Regions from separate parts of the Gossypium hirsutum genome. Here region 1 is linked to region 2. Evidence: chromatin contacts called from public Hi-C data. All regions are on one chromosome and are shown on one strand. Each heading gives the region's core, a stretch centred on a gene start, on an enhancer-like site or on the middle of the called end of the contact. The rest is flanking DNA. Distances are from core to core; before and after follow the strand shown. Region 1 holds the start of LOC107923378 (vacuolar protein sorting-associated protein 8 homolog). Region 2 holds the start of LOC107923340 (protein IQ-DOMAIN 1).

Region 1 (4,153 bases), core at 937-3,436, 150 kb before region 2:
CAAAAATAAATAACAGATGGAAATTCAAATTCAAGAAAGTTTGAAAAAAGTATGCATATTGAAGCTTCAAAGTTCATCATACAATCCTCAATTGCTGGAGAATACAACACGGATAATTGCAGTCTATGGTTCACCACGTGAATGCAAGCAAATAAAAAAATAGATATGTAAAATATGTCAAGGAACTTAACAAGCCTCTGATTCCAAGCATATGCTTTTTTAAATCTTGTTATGCGGCTGGATCATGTCTTTTTAGTCATAATGCACTATTGCACTCACAATATCTTATAGGATCCCATCTTCCTAATTTCAATCCATCAAACCTGAATGTGATACTAAATTTTATAGTTTTGAATTAGAATGTGTTTTCAGAAGAATATTGTCCTACCCTTAAATTTGTCTTTACCAGAAGAGCAGAATTAAACAACTTTGAAAAGGCAAATAATTCTGCAGAAATGCAACCAAAGATAAAAAATTAAAGAGATAGGGCAATCAAAGCACCTTAGGATCCATGCTGTCAGCATGATGAGTGGTATATTTACTGGGGACTAAGATGATGACTCCTTTAGTCATTCCTACGGCAATGAAGTTCAGATGAACTGCCAAAACTTGAGGGGAGCCATGATCACGCCTGAATGCCTGTGATGAAAGAGTCCGAGTGATTATATTGCTAGCATCAACATCAAAGTATCCCAACGTGGTTGAACCCCTCCGAACACCTTCAAGCCTCATGGGTTGAGCAGCTGCACCCTCCTCCCAATGCAAACCAGTAGAAGCCTGTTTCTTCTCAAGCTCCTCAGCCAGTTCAAGCGGCTTCATTGTAGCACGTGCATTGCTTTCCACCCTTTTACTCATCATCTCACTCTCTAGTTGCTCCAATCTCTCCTCTACAAGCTCTGAAATATCACTCATTGAACTTTTATCATCACCACCACTAGCATTTTCCTCACCATCTTCGTAACTGGGCATATCACTTGCTACGTTCTCTCTTTCCAAACCCACCCTCTCCAAGTCCTTACTTATATTTCTCTCCTGATCAACGCTAGGCAAAGACAAAACACTCTTTTCATATGAATCATTGGCATCAAGAACCAGAGAATTCTCAGACACAGAAACAGGGTCAATTTCATTATCTAAAACTTCACCCGAACCCAAAACTGTAACTTCTTTATTCAAGCTGTCATCAAAATCAAGCTTAGAAGAGCCGTCAATTCGTTCAATTACTCTCTCAGCTTCACTTTCCTTATCTTTACTCTCACTAGCCTCACTATTTTGATGGGTATCAGCAGATTGAAAATCGCCCATTTTATTATCACTAGTATAATCATCAATTTCTAATTTTTCACCTGAAACGCTTGATTTCGAGCTAACCCCAATCGATTCCCCATTCACTGAGCTAACATCCTGATCATCACTACCTACAACCCTCTGAAGAACCCCACCACTTACCGCCCTCCTCGACTTGATAGCAGCCGCATGTGGAGTCGGAACCGACCTAGACGCCGCAGCCGCAGCCGCGAGCGCAGCCCCTGGTTTCGCATTGGATTTCACTCCACCAAACAGCGTCGGAAGCTGTTTCGAAGAAGATGATGACGAAACCCTCCAAACCGGATCACCAATCCGCTTGAACGGACTAGTCTTCGACGATTCCGCCGGTCCTTCTGAAAGAGCATCTCTTTCCTCTAGCAATTCCACGAATTCTTGCGGAACGGTATTCGACCGGGCAAGGCGGTTATCGGAACGTTGATAAGAAGAGAGAGGGGATGAAGGCGAAGAAGATGACGTGGATGCATCGGAATCGTTGAGGATTTCATCGATGGTACGGTGAGGAACGGTTGAGTTGGAATCGTCGTCGGAATCGGAGAAGTGTGAGTCAAGTAACGTGTCGAGATCAGCTTCCATTTTGGGTAAAAGCTATGTCGTTGACACTTTAAAATTCAGCTTTATTATATAATCTCCAGTAGTGAACGTGAACAAGTTCATTGTTACCAAGAATTTCAGGCAGTGAAGGATCCCAGCTTCTTTTCGGAGATCTTAGACTCCTTGTTGTTTTCAAGCTTTGAAAATAACTGGGGTTAATTCCACCAAAAGTCTTAAGATTATCCTTATATTTTAAATTGATCCTTCAATTTCAAAATGTTACAATTAAGTCCTCAAAGTTTCAATCTAATACAATGGTTAAAACTTATCATCAGTCCCTGTACTCTTCTTTTATTTGAAAGTTAGTCTTTCTACTTTTTAGATTTTAAAATTTAAGCCTAATTATTAGTATGAGATTTTGAAATAAAAAATATTCACTTATTAGTTATATAAGTAAAAAATATATATATCATAATAAGCGTGAATTTAATAAAATAATTTTAACCAATTGGACCTAAATTTGAAATATGACAAATAGAAGGACTGAATTCTTTAAAAAAATATATGGATTAAAAATATTTTATAAGTCTGAGAGGTCCGTCATCTCTTCTTTGTGGATGATGTGGTGCTATTTCCTAAGGTTGATGAGAATCAGATGGCAGTGATTAACAGGATGCTTAAATGATTTTTGTAAGAGGAACCGGCAAAAGACTCAAGTCTTCTTTTCAAAAAACTTCCCGAGGCTAGTTTAGGTAGAGATTAGTAGCGGTTTGGGCTTCTGTAGAGTGGAGTACCTTGGTAGGTACTTGGGAGTTACCAAGGATATGTATACTGCAACGAATGCAATAAACTTGCTGGTTAGAGCAAAGTCGCTTTCTCTTGCGAAAGGGGTGCGGGCTTCTATTCCCACTTATGCGATGCAGACCATGGTGGTTCCAATAAGTGTGTATGGAGATGGAGCGACTCATTCGAATTTTTATTTGCGGTACCACAGAAGATGGGAGAGGTGTTTAATGGGATAATGTTTGCCGTGATGTGGTTAAGGGTGGTCTTGGTATCCGTCGGATGGTGGATTTTAATAATTCTTTCCTAATGAAACTTGGTTATCTGATTTTTTTTTTTTCAATATCTGGATCATTTGTGTGGGTGTTACGAGACAGGTATAAATGGATTGGTATGGTTCGGATCTCTATTGCTAAAAGTGGATGCTCACCTCTGTGGAGGGGCATTAGTCGGGTATGGGACGAAGTTAAACAAGGGTTGTGTTGGAATTTGGGCAAGGCAAAACGGTGGATTTTTAGTTTGATAGGTGGCTTCCGAATGGCTATCCTCTCATTGATGATGTTCGGTCAAGGGAGGTGGCCCTGGCTGGCTTTACATCCGTCTTATCCATGACGAGCGGTATGGAACTTGAGCTTGGGAGAGATTTAATCAGCTATTGTCTCAACGTGGGATCTCAAGAGTGGTTGCGGCTGATGTTGAGGATTCCTTGGGTTGGAGATGGGGTTCCAAGAGGATTTTCAATATACGTTCATCATGTAAGGTGATTGCGCTTACGATTTCCATTGCTGATGATGGGTGGAAACGTGTGTGGAAGCTTCAGTGCCCGCAACAAGTTCGATCCTTCATGTGGCTGGTGTTGAATAAAAGGCTTCTCACTAATGTAGAAAGAGCACGGCATCGCTTTACAGTCCAGATGGGATGTAACAGTTGCGGGTGCCCTGTAGAAGCCATTGACCATGTGCTCTGGAAGTGTTGTTTGGCAATTGTTGTTTGGACAGATTTAGTGCTCTCGGGTAAGCTCACTGACTTCTCTGAGTTAAATTCTGAGAGATGGCTAAAGATGAATATGTCGAGCTCTCATGTTTTCCTAAGGTTCAAGCTGATTGGGAGAGTCAATTTAGTATAATTTGTTGGAGGCTTATGGTAAACATGGAATAGCCGTATTTTCAAGGAGAATCACGTTGCGCCGGAAGGAATTATTAAGTGGAGTAGTCATCTCTTGTTGAATATTCAACAGACCAATGCTTTACAGCAGCAGCTTGGTTTAGGTCGTACTTCCTTACATCATTGGAACGGGGGGCAAACCGACATAGGAGTGGGTTAAGGTGAATATGGATGCTTCGGTTGATACATTGTCTAGAATAGCTGTGGTAGTTGGCGTTGCTCGTAATCATCACGGTCGCTGCCTTTGGGGTTATACTAAGGATGTAGGAGTCTGCCCAGTTTTGGTGTCTTAACTATGGGAGGCATTTGAAGGTTTGCTGATAGATTGGGAAGAAGGGTGCCGACG
Region 2 (3,739 bases), core at 656-3,155:
CCACGAGAGGTGTCCAGTTTATATCAATTTTTTAAGAACCTAAAGGAAAAAGGGGTAAAGGACAATACCAGAACAAAAGCTTCCACTTTTATTTTAGAGTAGCTATCAGCTTAATGAATTCTTAATAAAGATGAATATATTTTTTTTAGATTTTTTTTTGCATTAAATCAATTAATTTTACCTAATTCTCAAGTAGAGTCGAATCATACATTTAAACAGAACAAAACTTTCTTAATATAATTTTTTTGTCTTAATTTTAATATCGTTTTTAGTATTTTTTCTACTTAATTCTTTTAATTATCTATAACTCATTCACACCCTAAAATCAAAAGATAATAAGCACAAAAGTATACTTAAACTCATGCTTTATATGTTACAATAACAACAACTTTAATATATAAACTTAACAATTAGATATATTTTAATCACTAAATTTAAAAAATATAAAAGTTTAATATTGTAATCATACCATATTATAAATTGAAAATATCATAATTTTAAAATGTCGCATTATCCATTCTTATCAAAATCTAACATCATATATAAAAATGGACTTAGTTAATATACAAATGCCAAAATTCAATCTTATGTGTCAAAATTTAAATAAACCCAAACATCTTTTTTCTACATTTATATTATCTAAACCGATATTTTATTTGAAAGTGATTATTTTTTTATTAAAAAAACTTTGTTTTGAAAAAAAAAAGAAAAGAAAAAAAGGAGACTTTAGCCATTGGTTGATGTGCAAAACTCAACGTGGGTTTCCCTTTTTTTCTTTTCATGGCCTTTGCCTTTCAACGTTTCTCGATATCTCACCTCGTCCACAGCACGTCCACTACTCTCTGTTCCTCATGTTCCCTTTAATTTAGTATTAAACTTTATTATTTATTATTACCCCCCAAAAGAAAACCTCATAACACAAAATACCCTTTCGGTATTTAAGTTTAGTTTTATATTAAATTTCATGTATAATTTTGTATTAAGATAAAATGATGCCATGTGATTTAATAAATATTTGATACATATGTTTTGTTAAGAAAATATAAATTCTTAATTAGCATAAAAAGAGTTTAGATGTCAAATTAAATATTAAAGTTAAATTTGGGTACTTAATTAGATAAAAAAAACTTAAGTATTAAATTGAAAAAATTTAGGTACCAAAATGAGCATTAAAACCAAACTCAAGTACCAAATTAAGATAAAAAATTAACATGTCAAATTAAACATTTAAACTAAACTCAAATATCAAATAATTTTCATTTAAGTCACTGAGTTGTTAAATACGATGCTATATCGCTTTTTCTGTTCACACTACTTGCATTAATCGAAAGCTCTCTTTTCCTTTCTCTTCTATAATTCTTTTTTTTTATGAAACAATTTTGGACGTTAAGAATTTGCGAACCAAAATTCAAACAGCTTTTTTCTCCAATCTTCGACACTGACCGTTAGATTGACGGATCTAAAGGTATTTTCTTCGATTCTTAGATAAATACTGATCCATTATACCAATCATTAAACTGCAGCTTGAAACTCTCTGGCGGAACTTTAAAAAAAAATATTAACAACTCAGTAACTTAAATGAAAACTTTTAAGTAATTTAATGACCAAATTGTAGCTTTCTTTTATTAAGTTACCAAAACAAAAAGTTATTCATAATTTAGTGACTAATGTTGTGGTTTACCTTTTTTTTTCTTTATTGCATATAAATTATGGAAGTAGTTACTTTTACAAATTTAATATATACAAATTGATAAACTCTTGATTTTGAAGTGAATAATAAATAAGAATATTAAATTAAACTAACTTCTCAAAAATAAAAATAAAATTCTGGAAAGTTAAAATAAAAGACCAATTTTTAAAATTTCGTAAAATAAGAATACAAAATTCAGAATTAAACCTATAAAATTCAATAACATTGAAAAAAAAATGTTAACGTACTACACTCTGACACCACCACCATCGATGTCTCAATGTGCTCGAAAGTTCACCCAAGCTTGGATATATTGAAATCTAAGCTGTTCACTTTCGTTGTTTTCCCTTTCATTGTATCTCTCTCTTGAGGAAATATATATATCATTAAATTATCTTGTCCTGTATGTCTTTCTCTGGCAATTTAACAAGAATCCATATTACAATCAGAATCTTTTTTATCTTCACAGTGTTGGTGTCTTGGCTCCTTCTTCAAAGCTTCTTTTAGCTGTAAATGCAGCTTGGTTTAACCCTATCCTTTTGAATGGGGAAGAAAGGAGGGACTTCATGGTTGACTGCTGTGAAAAGGGCTTTTAGATCTCCTACTAAAGATACCCATGATGATGAAAAGGTAAGTGTTTCAATCTATTTTAATGGCTGTTTATGAATATAAAAAGAAAAGCCTTTGATTTTTTATTTTTTTTATATAGAAGAGAGATAAACGGAGGTGGATCTTTAGGAAACAAGATACAAGTCCTGTGAAGAGTGTAGGTAATAATGGTGGTGGTGGTGGTGGTGCAAGTACGGCAGCAGCGGAGAAAAGGCATGCTATTGCTGTGGCGGTGGCTAAAGCAGCGGAAGCTGAAGCTGCGGTGGCGACTGCAGAAGCAGCTTTACAAGCTGCTCGGTTGACTAAACCTAGTTATGGCAGGAAACATCACTTTGCTGCTATTGTTATTCAGACAGCTTTTAGAGGCTACCTGGTAAGAAAAAAATTTTGCCTTTGAAAATTGTTGTTTTTTGCATGAGAAAAAATGGGGGTTTAGTGTTGATTTTGTGGTGGTGATAATGAAGGCCAGGAGAGCTCTACGTGCGTTAAAAGGGCTAGTGAAGTTACAAGCTTTAGTGAGAGGTCACAACGTGAGAAAGCAAGCCAAGATGACGCTTCGTTGCATGCAAGCACTGGTTAAAGTTCAGTCTCGTGTTTTAGACCAAAGAATGAGGCTCTCGCACGATGGTTGCAGCCGGAAATCAGCATTTAGCGACACCTGGGAATCACGGTATCTTCAAGATATATCGGATAGAAGATCATTAGTAAGTGTTTTAAGCCTTTTGTTTATGACTTTATGTGTGGTTTAAAGATTCAGCTTCTTATTTGCCTTGTCTTTATGTCTGTGTGTGTTCTAGTCGAGAGGAGGAAGTAGCATAGCAGATGATTGGGACGAAAGGCCACACACAGTTGAAGAAGTGAAAGCTATGTTACAACATAGGAAAGAAGCTGCTTTGAAACGTGAAAAGAGCTTGTCACAAGCACTGTCACAACAGGTTCATGTTCTGTCTTTAACCATGTCTTGTTGTATCATATTGTAATGATTCATATAAACCAATTTGACCGTAAAATAGATGAGGAGAGCTCGAAGGAGTCCATCAATGGGGGACAAGATGAGTGGCTTGATCGTTGGATGCCTGCTAAACCATGGGATAACAGAGGAAGAGCTTCAATGGATCAAAGAGATAATGTCAAAACTGTTGAAATGGACACTTCACAGCCTTATTCATATGTAGCACCAAATTATAGAAGAACAAATTCAAACCATTATCACCAAAGGCCTAGTTCACCTCTCCATAGGGCTCAACACAATGCACAAGCTTTCCACCCTTCTCCAATTACACCCTCTCCATCGAAAACACGTCCGGTTCAAGTACGGTCTGCGAGCCCTCGTTGCGTTAGGGAAGACCGAACCTCGTTTTCATCATCACAAACACCAAGTTTAAGGTCCAATTATTATTACACAGGCAGGGTTAGTACTCAAGCTAGTACTAGTATAAA

Evidence for each region. Hi-C and Micro-C count contacts between places; a contact is called where the count stands out from the background.
Region 1: a contact with region 2 is called in a Hi-C map of hypocotyl, with 2.0 times the contacts expected there. The contact joins the promoter of LOC107923378 here to the promoter of LOC107923340 in region 2. A contact is called at or near these places in 3 of 34 Hi-C or Micro-C datasets (hypocotyl and leaf).

Annotation. Positions count from the first base shown.
Region 1 is chrA12:82,849,098-82,853,250 of Gossypium_hirsutum_v2.1, reverse strand. LOC107923378 (vacuolar protein sorting-associated protein 8 homolog) reads right to left here and starts at 2,186. Exons shown (of 19, transcript XM_016853580.2): 1 at 502-2,186. The coding sequence starts at 1,902.
Region 2 is chrA12:82,701,452-82,705,190 of Gossypium_hirsutum_v2.1, reverse strand. LOC107923340 (protein IQ-DOMAIN 1) reads left to right here and starts at 1,905. Exons shown (of 5, transcript XM_041082851.1): 1 at 1,905-2,320; 2 at 2,400-2,672; 3 at 2,764-3,003; 4 at 3,097-3,262; 5 at 3,313-3,739. The coding sequence starts at 2,234.